3 separate regions of the Zea mays genome follow, and all the other regions are linked to region 3. The links are chromatin contacts, called in public Hi-C and HiChIP or PLAC-seq maps. All regions are on one chromosome and are shown on one strand. Each heading gives the region's core, a stretch centred on a gene start, on an enhancer-like site or on the middle of the called end of the contact. The rest is flanking DNA. Distances are from core to core; before and after follow the strand shown. Region 1 holds the start of LOC103647517 (phosphatidylinositol 4-kinase gamma 7). Region 2 has its middle 51 kb from the start of LOC103647517. Region 3 holds the start of LOC100280262.

Region 1 (2,700 bases), core at 65-2,564, 360 kb before region 3:
TGAAACAAACAGCACCTGAGTGAAATTTATAACATCACACATGTACATACCCTTGCCTTATTGCTCACAAAATAGGAGTAATAATAATAACCTTCTCTTAAAGAAAAATAATCAGTTGAAAACGGAGATCGGGATCATTTCCGCATGTTTCTGTACAAGTGGACCAAATCTCATCAGAATCACATTGGTTTGTAATAGAGTCCAATGGCTGAGGGAAAATATAGGTACTATAAATAGCATAGTCCATAAAGGGATAGGCAGATTTTGCATGCAGCCAGAAATTAAGTAGGATTGATTCATGGTGACAAGCTAAATAAGGACTCCAAAATTTCAATTGATTTATGTCCACAGAATGCTAGGGATAAATCGATTCCCCCACGCAGGTATTTTTTTTAAAAAAAAATTAAACTCAAACACTTGGTGCAAAATAGTAGGACCGATGAACGCAAACTCAAAAGTTTTTTTAGCTGAATCTACGAATTCCTGACGACTGAACCCGACAAATCCACGAGTAAACAGCATTAAAATCCGAGTAAATAGCAGTAACATACGAGCTATGCATAGATCCTACACGCTTGATTATGAATTATATACCGGTCCCAAATCCCACATATTTCCAATCGAATAACACCAGAAATCAGAAAGCCAAAACACGTCTCGTGAACATGCTGAAACCGGTTACCATTTACCGACGAAATTTTCGAGACCACGCCGGCCGGTGGTCTGGAATTACGGCCTGAATCGATAGGAGAAGGAAGCAACACGAAATCACCGGCAGGCGCAGGCGCTCATTTCGATCAAGCACCCCCCGCTAAATCCGCAAATTTAGCGAGCCCGCGCTGGCACCGCTCGCTGCTGCCCCCGTCGAATGACATTCACAGTCACAGCTCGCAGGACGAGGAGGTGGCGTGGGGACTCACCGGCGGCGGGACGGATCTGGGCGCTCGCGGGCAAGGAACGGCCAGAGCGCCGCCTCCCTCCTCCTGCGGCGGCGTAGATCCGACGTCCGGGCGCGTCGCCGGCGCAGATCCGGCGGCCGGGCGGTGCGCCGTACGCCTCCCACGCTGTCGCGATTCCTGTGCCCTTTTGTTCCCTCTGTGTGAGTGATTTGTCCTTTTCCCTCCGGGACCAAAGACGGGTTAATGTCATAACCACGGTTAGCGACACCCCTCCCCACCATCTTATAGCCTCGCAGTTTTGCGCTCGGGACCTTACGATTGCTTGTATTTCTCTGAAACGGTGCTCTTGTCTCCAGGAGTCACGACAAGGAGAATGGCCACTTGCCTCCTGATACGTCGCCCGCGGTTTTGTGCGCACGACCAGGCTGAGGAGCTCCGTTCAGGTTGCTGTGGGCGTGCGCGCGGGATGCTCCGTGTCCGTGGTGTGTGTACAGCTTGGATTGTACTCTTTGATTTCCAAAATCAAACTTGTGGCCTTCACCTTCCTCTCGTAAATAGTACAGCACTACTGGTACTGGGGATCTAGTTGGATTGAAGGGCATGCTCCAAAGAATATTGCACCTAAGCTATATAAGAAAGCAAGAAGAAAGAATATCTCGGTTTTCAAGGCTCTTAGGAACAATTTCTGGATGCAGTTCTGTGCGCCTTTCTCTCGGGAGGAGGAAGTGAGAGAATTCGTATTACTTTGGCAAGCAATCAGCAGTGTGCAAGGTCTCAATGAACTCGATGATACCATTTTTTGGAGATGGTCGGCAGACGGGGAATACAGTTCAAGTAGCGCCTACAAAATTCAGTTCACAACGAACTTCTGTAAAACCCACATCAATCTCATTTGGAAAGCCAAAACTGAACCAAAATATCGTTTCTTTGCTTGGACATTGTTGCATAACAAAATATTAACTTCAGACAATCTGCAAAAACGTGGTTAGCCTTGCAATCAAATTTGTTCGCTTTGTAATGTGTCTCCGGAGACAGCGGCTCACCTTTGTAAGGATTGCCCCTTCGCCGAGGAAGCATGGAGCATGATCCTGACTTGGGCTGATTTGCGGTTCCTGGACGGTATTTCCAATACCGGATCACTACACGAGTGGTGGTTTAGACTGAGGATGCTCTGTAGTAAGCAATCAAGAAAAAATTTTGATGGCCTCATAATATATTTCTGGTGGAGTTTATGGCTGGAAAGAAAAACATAATCTTTAAGGGTCTGCAGAGAACGACAGAGCAAATAGTGCAGGTGGTGAAGGAGCTCATTGGTGGAGGTGTAGACTGTCTGTAGCGGCTGGAGTCCCGGTCGGGGGGGGGGGGGGGGGGGGGGTTGTTGGGTCTTTTCCTTTAAGTGTCAGTGTTCTATCTAGGTCTTTATTGTTAAGTTTTTCGGGCTGTGTCTGTTTGTAAAGTTTATTTTTACCTCTTCTAATATATTGGAATGACAAATCTTTTGCCTTTCTCTTTTAAAAAAAGAAATCTTATTTGCTGACACTTGGTGAGTTAATTTCGCGGACCAGCAACAACCATGCTATGAGAGCAAGGAATATCTAGTCCTGGAGCTGGAAGTCATATTTAAAGCATCTCATGCCATCATACTTTTAGGAGCCGAAATAGTTGGTAACAGCTTGGTTTGTGTTGAATAAAAAAAATATGTAAACGCTAAATTGCTACTAATGTTGTGGGCATATATGGTTGTAGTTAGGAGATTAGCCAGCTTCGTTTTGCTGTTAGTTAATGCATTCCCATGTAGTCA
Region 2 (2,723 bases), core at 222-2,721, 310 kb before region 3:
ATTACTATGCAGAAAAAGAAAAAACGGGTACACGAATTCCGGGTACCCGTATCCGACCCGAATATCTGGGTATTTACCGGGTAGTACTCGTTCCGTATCCGACCCAAATCCGAAGATGTACTATCCGGGGTATTACCCGTATCTGTCCCGAATATAAAAATACTCGTACCCGTATCCGAAAAATGGTCCCGAATCATTACCCGTATCCGGTAACCGTTTCGGGTACCCTACCCGTTTTCACCCCTACTAGCGCATCCATTTCCTTCCTCCTGGTACTGATCGATGAGCCCTAATTGCCATAGGCCTCTTCCCCAGCGTCATTGATGACCGATGGGCCCTAAGGACCGAGGATCTTATCCCCGACAACCGTGCCCGGTAGTTTATCTAAAATATTTTTTTTGCTATTCAGCATTGTAGACTACACTGTTTGCAGAGTGGAATTTGAATATAGTTATGGAGATGTGTAAGCTGGTGGATATAGTCTTAGATTATCTCCGACAGACTTTATATTCCACGCCTATCTCACCTCATATTTTAAACTTCACTTTATAAACAGTAGAGTTTATGACGCAAAAACACCATGTCTTATACACATATGCTGAGCACGGTCTTAGTTGTCTCCTCTACCACACAGGTCGGACGGATCCTTGGCCAATGATTATTCACCGCCTAAAACCTTGTTCGGTTACGGCTAGATCGAAAAGAATCGAGGGTGACTAAATTTCCTTCTATTTAATTTTGGCTAAGAAGGATTTAATTCACTCGATCCACACACAACCGAACAAGCCATATTATCTAATTGGACGTGAGAAATTTAGATTTTGGAGACTACAATGTTCTTCGCACTTTTGCCTCCCTAATATCCGATTCCGTCAACGGGTAGCCAGACGGCGTCGCGCGCGCTCGTCGTCGACGGGGCCTACCGCGCCACGGGCACATGTGCCGCGCCGCGCGGGGAGGCCCCACACATGCGCGAGGGGTGCGGGCCCGGGTTGGTGGGTGCGCGCACGCGGGGCGGAGCCGCTCGCGTGCCCTGCCCAGCACGACAGCGACGTCGCGGCGCCCAGCCGTGTCCACGGCGCCCGCGGTTACGCGGCGGCCCACCACGCCATGTAGATTTCGTGGCGAGGATGGGAGAGCGCGTGCCCTCTCAGGTCTCACCGTCTCAGCCTTATTTCTGCGCGGAGCTCTGGCAAGTCGCAACTCTCTCCCCTCATGCAGCTAAAGGCGATGGCCGGCGTGGTCACGGTGAGCCGCCGCGCGCGACGTTGGGAGGCAGCCAGCACAGCACAGCACAGCACGCGTACGTGCACCGCCATAGGAATCCGGTGCGCCTTATCATTCCAAAAAAGAATTAGGAAAAAAAACATTTGCCGGCTAAATACCAGCGGGACACCTGAACGTCCGCAGTGCTGCAAAAGCGAAAAGCGGAAGCCGCCACAAGAAGCTCGCTCCCGTGGGACCATGGGTCCGCTGGGCCGGCCACCGGCAGTAAGTTGGCCACATGGCCCGGCGCGCGTGCCGCGTGATAGCGGCCTGCCTAGGAAGTAGAACCAAATTGGTGGTGGGTGCGCTCGATCTGATCTCGCTCAGCAGCTAGCTCCCACGTGCTTACTACGGGAGTGGTGATTCAATAGCCTAGATTTATTTACTGGTTCCATGCTATTCTGAACAAAAAAGAAGAGATATATGACCGCCCCTGGCCGGCCCCTGCGCAGAGGGAATGTCCGTGCGGCGGTTCTACCGCACGCAATAAACAAACAAGGATCTGTTGTTGTGTGCTCGATCTGTAAAACTCATTAATTTAGAATCTCCAGAGGCTTAGGTGGCCAGAGTTTGCGCTTTTTAATCATCCCTGGAATCTTCCTCTCTGGCAGGCACACGATGTCGGGGGCATAATTATATCACTTTATTTGTGTCTAATACGTGTACTACCTCATGTGATTGCTTTATTTATCTCTACATGCACCGCTCGAGTTAACTAATCCCTAGAGCTTGATGGATCCACGGAGTACTTTGTTGAGGGCCGGGGGCTAGGGGTGGCACACCAATAAATAGTATATCGATCCAGCAGCACGACAGATGGGTTCGTGTGTACTGTGCTCCTCTTGCTAATTTATGCTGGGGCTGGCTGTCTACGGTCTACCTGCCCACGGCGCCGTACTCATTTTGATTTGTTTTTTTAGAGACGACGTAGACGCTAGACACAGCAATGTAATCGTCATGCATGCATGTGATGTGACAATAATTCAGTTCAGCGTCATCAGCGCTAGCTGCTAGCTACAGGTCCATCGGTCATTCCTCTCTCCCTCTCTCTCATTCCATTTTCTTCGTCGTATATATCGCTGACTTTTTTCTTCATTATTTTACATCCACTAAATATTAGTGCCAAGGTTAATCACGTGTTATGTGTCCTGCACCCAAATTAACTATCCAAGGCGGAAGCTTGTCTACGACAGTGCGTGGCGGCGATGAATGCGACATATACTGCAGCAAGGTGTCCCGTTCTGCTACAAGAAATGAAACGAAAAAAAGAAAGAAAAAAGAACACGACAAGACCTAGACACGGACATGGGTACTGCCGCGATGATGCTTTGCTGCGTGCGCGCACGACGGTGTGTGCTCTGCTGCCATGCATGGAGCCAACGCATGCATGGATCGAAATTCTAACGATTCGTGCCGAAGATGGATATTGTATTATACAAGCCCGACATGACAACTCA
Region 3 (2,700 bases), core at 42-2,541:
CACTTAGCAAACTTGTTAGACCTTTAAATGTGTTGTCATCCAAACCACCAAAACTCACAAAAGGGACGAATGCACTTTCACCTCTAGAGAGAGGTCGCCCATACCGTAGTGGTTGACACAGGGTTAGGTATGAGGAAAAGCTGGTTAAGAGGTGTGTCAGCCCCACTGTGTCTGATGACGTTGGGGATGTCTTCCGTCGTGGATATCAAGGGCAGAGCCGAGCTCGGTCGAGGTGGAAGTCTGCCCGAGGCCATGATCGAGCCTTCCTGACGTGCGCCATAGTCGACGGAATGGCCTCCCACGGAATTCATGGGGGAGCAGGTTGGCGAGACCGGGCTCGGGCGAGGCGGAGTTTGTACCCGAGGGCGAGTTCAGCGTCAGGCAAGACGGAGTCAGCACCCGAGGGCTGATCTACACCCCTATTGTATTACGCGTCCCATCAGGAGTTGTCAGGCGGCGTGCACATGCGTAACCATGGTGGTGAATCTTTCGACAAGACCCTGGTGGTGAATCTTTCGATAATTATATAAGTTGTATGAATGAGGCATAAGTTTGAAAGGAGGAGAGTCAGTTTAGGTTTTGACTCTAGTTTTTCTCTGGAAAAAAGTAGGATACACCTTTTTTAAAACGACTTACTGGGAGAAGCACATAAAAGCCAGATTCATTTTTGTATTACGGAGAAAAAAGGTAAAAAGGCATAAATATTAGCTTCTAGGGCTGAAAACGATCGAAAAAGGCTTCTTCACTTTTACTTTCAAATTATTTTGATGGAAACGATTCGAAAAGGCGCCACCGTCCCGCTGCGAGGAGAATGCCATCGGGACTGAACTCGATCTTGGCCGGTGCAGGTGCAACACAGGCATTTGGCGAACTCGGGTCAGCTGGAACATGACGTGATGTCAACTCTACTGAGCAGTTCTCAATCTATTTGTTTAGCTTTAATCCGTACCGGCATCCTTTTGTTTAGCTCTGGTGTGGATTAGTGGATGTGCAGCGTGCTGCCGCAACGACAACTCGATTGAGCATCGAAGCATGACACAGTGTTAGGCTTACCCTTCAAGAATTCACGTACTCGTCGGTTCAAATTAATCGCACATCTCATTTTTCGGCAAGAAATTAAATCAAATATATATATATATATATATATATCTAATCTAACCTTTTTTTAAAGGATAGAATAAGACGGTCACGGTCCTAATCATGGGACGACACACCTGACACGTGGGTCTATCAGTCATCCTGGTCCTTTTATTTTCTTTCTTCTCTCACCCGGTTCTTCCTCCTCCCGAGTCCCGAACTCTCGATCCACTCATCCGCTGAGGGCGTCGGCCTTCTGGCCCTTCTCCCCCCGGCCGACCTCGCCCCTCCGGCGCTCCGTCCGCTTCCTGAACTCGTCTCCCTCACGGACGTTCTCCTCCCTCCGCTCGCCGCGCCGCAACCCGGAGAGGAGACCGCCGCTCGGTCGAGCACCACCTGGGGCCCAGCGTCCTCGCGACCAGCTCTAGCGCGGCGTCCGCCCTCTGCAGCCCTGGTGTCCCCGCGACTGGCTTCGGCCGGCACACAACTCCACAGTTAGGTCTCCGTCTGCACAGCGCGGCGATCTTCTCTCTCCTTCCCGCCCTCTGCAGTCCCTCTCAGTCCCTCTCCGTCTGCTTGATTCTGCTCCAACCTCAGACTACCCTCGCTCTGAAAATGTCATTACGCACCCAATGCGCTTGTAGCTGTATGCTGCAACCCTACTCTGCCTCGTCTTCTTCCATCACCCTAAGCATGCGCGCAACCCCCACTCACCAACGACGGGCCCGGCCGCCGCCGCCGTCCTGCCTCGCCACCCGCCACCTTCGCCGGCGACGAGCACCAGCAGGTATTCCCTTGGTCTTCCTTCCCTGCTGTGCGAAGCTTTGCGCCCAGACCCTAACTTACTATTAGTAACCGAAGCTGAATCTAGTTACAAGTATATATGCATGTATTTTGCCTACAGACTTCGATTGGGTTGCAAAAAAAAAAAAAAGAAAAAAAGAAAAACAAGAAAGAAAGAAGCTGTACATGTGTACACCCATGTCCTTTACTGGGTCCACCCCTTGTTCTCGTATCATTTGAAACATCTTGTATTTTGTCCCACTGTCAAGAGCGTGTCTTTTTGGGACTGCTGGAGCAAGACCTTGTGCTGCAAACTTAGTTTTCTTAACTCCTGGAGCACCAGTGCCTGTTGAAATGTTTTTTTAGTGCTTGAGGACGTGTTTTTCTATTGGGTTGTCAGTAAACAAGGGAAAATCAGCTGTTCTCAGAAAGGATATTATTACCTGTGATAAAAAGGGTTTACCCTGCTTAATGTCAGTTTATTCTAGCTACCAATCAAAATCTCTGATTTTTTTAGGAATTAATAGAGTTCCAAACCTCGGTTCTGCAGTTTCTACTAAAAAAGCAGGTAAAGTGTTCTATTTATAACTATACCTTACTTGCTCACTTTTATATTTTGATATATATTTTTTCTTCCTAGGGATGAGTAAGGATACATTTATTAATTTGGACGTCTCTCATCACAGAGCGGGTAAAAGTTTATAGTTAAAGTTCTCAAATCTTGCTATTAATATGTAGTTTTCTTCATAAAAATTTGGTGATAATATAACTTATAGGGCTTGTTTAGTCATTTATGTTATCTGTCCCCGAAGCAGTTGCAGTGGTGAGGTTGCTAAGAAT

What was found. Hi-C and Micro-C count contacts between places; a contact is called where the count stands out from the background. HiChIP or PLAC-seq counts read pairs in DNA pulled down with a chosen protein or histone mark.
Region 1: a contact with region 3 is called in an H3K4me3 HiChIP or PLAC-seq map of leaf, with 2.9 times the contacts expected there. The contact joins the promoter of LOC103647517 here to the promoter of LOC100280262 in region 3. A contact is called at or near these places in 6 of 25 Hi-C or Micro-C datasets (ear, endosperm, leaf and 1 more) and 1 of 3 datasets of contacts at active chromatin or transcription factors (leaf).
Region 2: a Hi-C map of ear shows a contact between it and region 3, with 2.3 times the contacts expected there. The contact joins the enhancer-like site here to the promoter of LOC100280262 in region 3. A contact is called at or near these places in 8 of 25 Hi-C or Micro-C datasets (bundle sheath, ear, endosperm and 1 more).

The regions. Positions count from the first base shown.
Region 1 is chr2:193,605,430-193,608,129 of Zm-B73-REFERENCE-NAM-5.0, forward strand. It overlaps LOC103647517 (phosphatidylinositol 4-kinase gamma 7), which reads right to left and starts at 1,315. Exons shown (of 2, transcript XM_008672045.3): 1 at 921-1,315.
Region 2 is chr2:193,656,515-193,659,237 of Zm-B73-REFERENCE-NAM-5.0, forward strand. No RefSeq gene overlaps it. Among protein-coding and RNA genes, the nearest start is that of LOC103647517, 51 kb to the left of the region's middle. Within about 2 kb of position 1,472, at least 19 of the 20 cell types and tissues checked have an H3K27ac peak or open chromatin away from gene starts, as enhancers often do. A contact at or near this core is called in bundle sheath, ear, endosperm and 1 more, where this site is marked.
Region 3 is chr2:193,963,371-193,966,070 of Zm-B73-REFERENCE-NAM-5.0, forward strand. It overlaps LOC100280262, which reads left to right and starts at 1,292. Exons shown (of 18, transcript NM_001153190.1): 1 at 1,292-1,864; 2 at 2,378-2,428; 3 at 2,501-2,551; 4 at 2,676-2,700. The coding sequence starts at 1,693.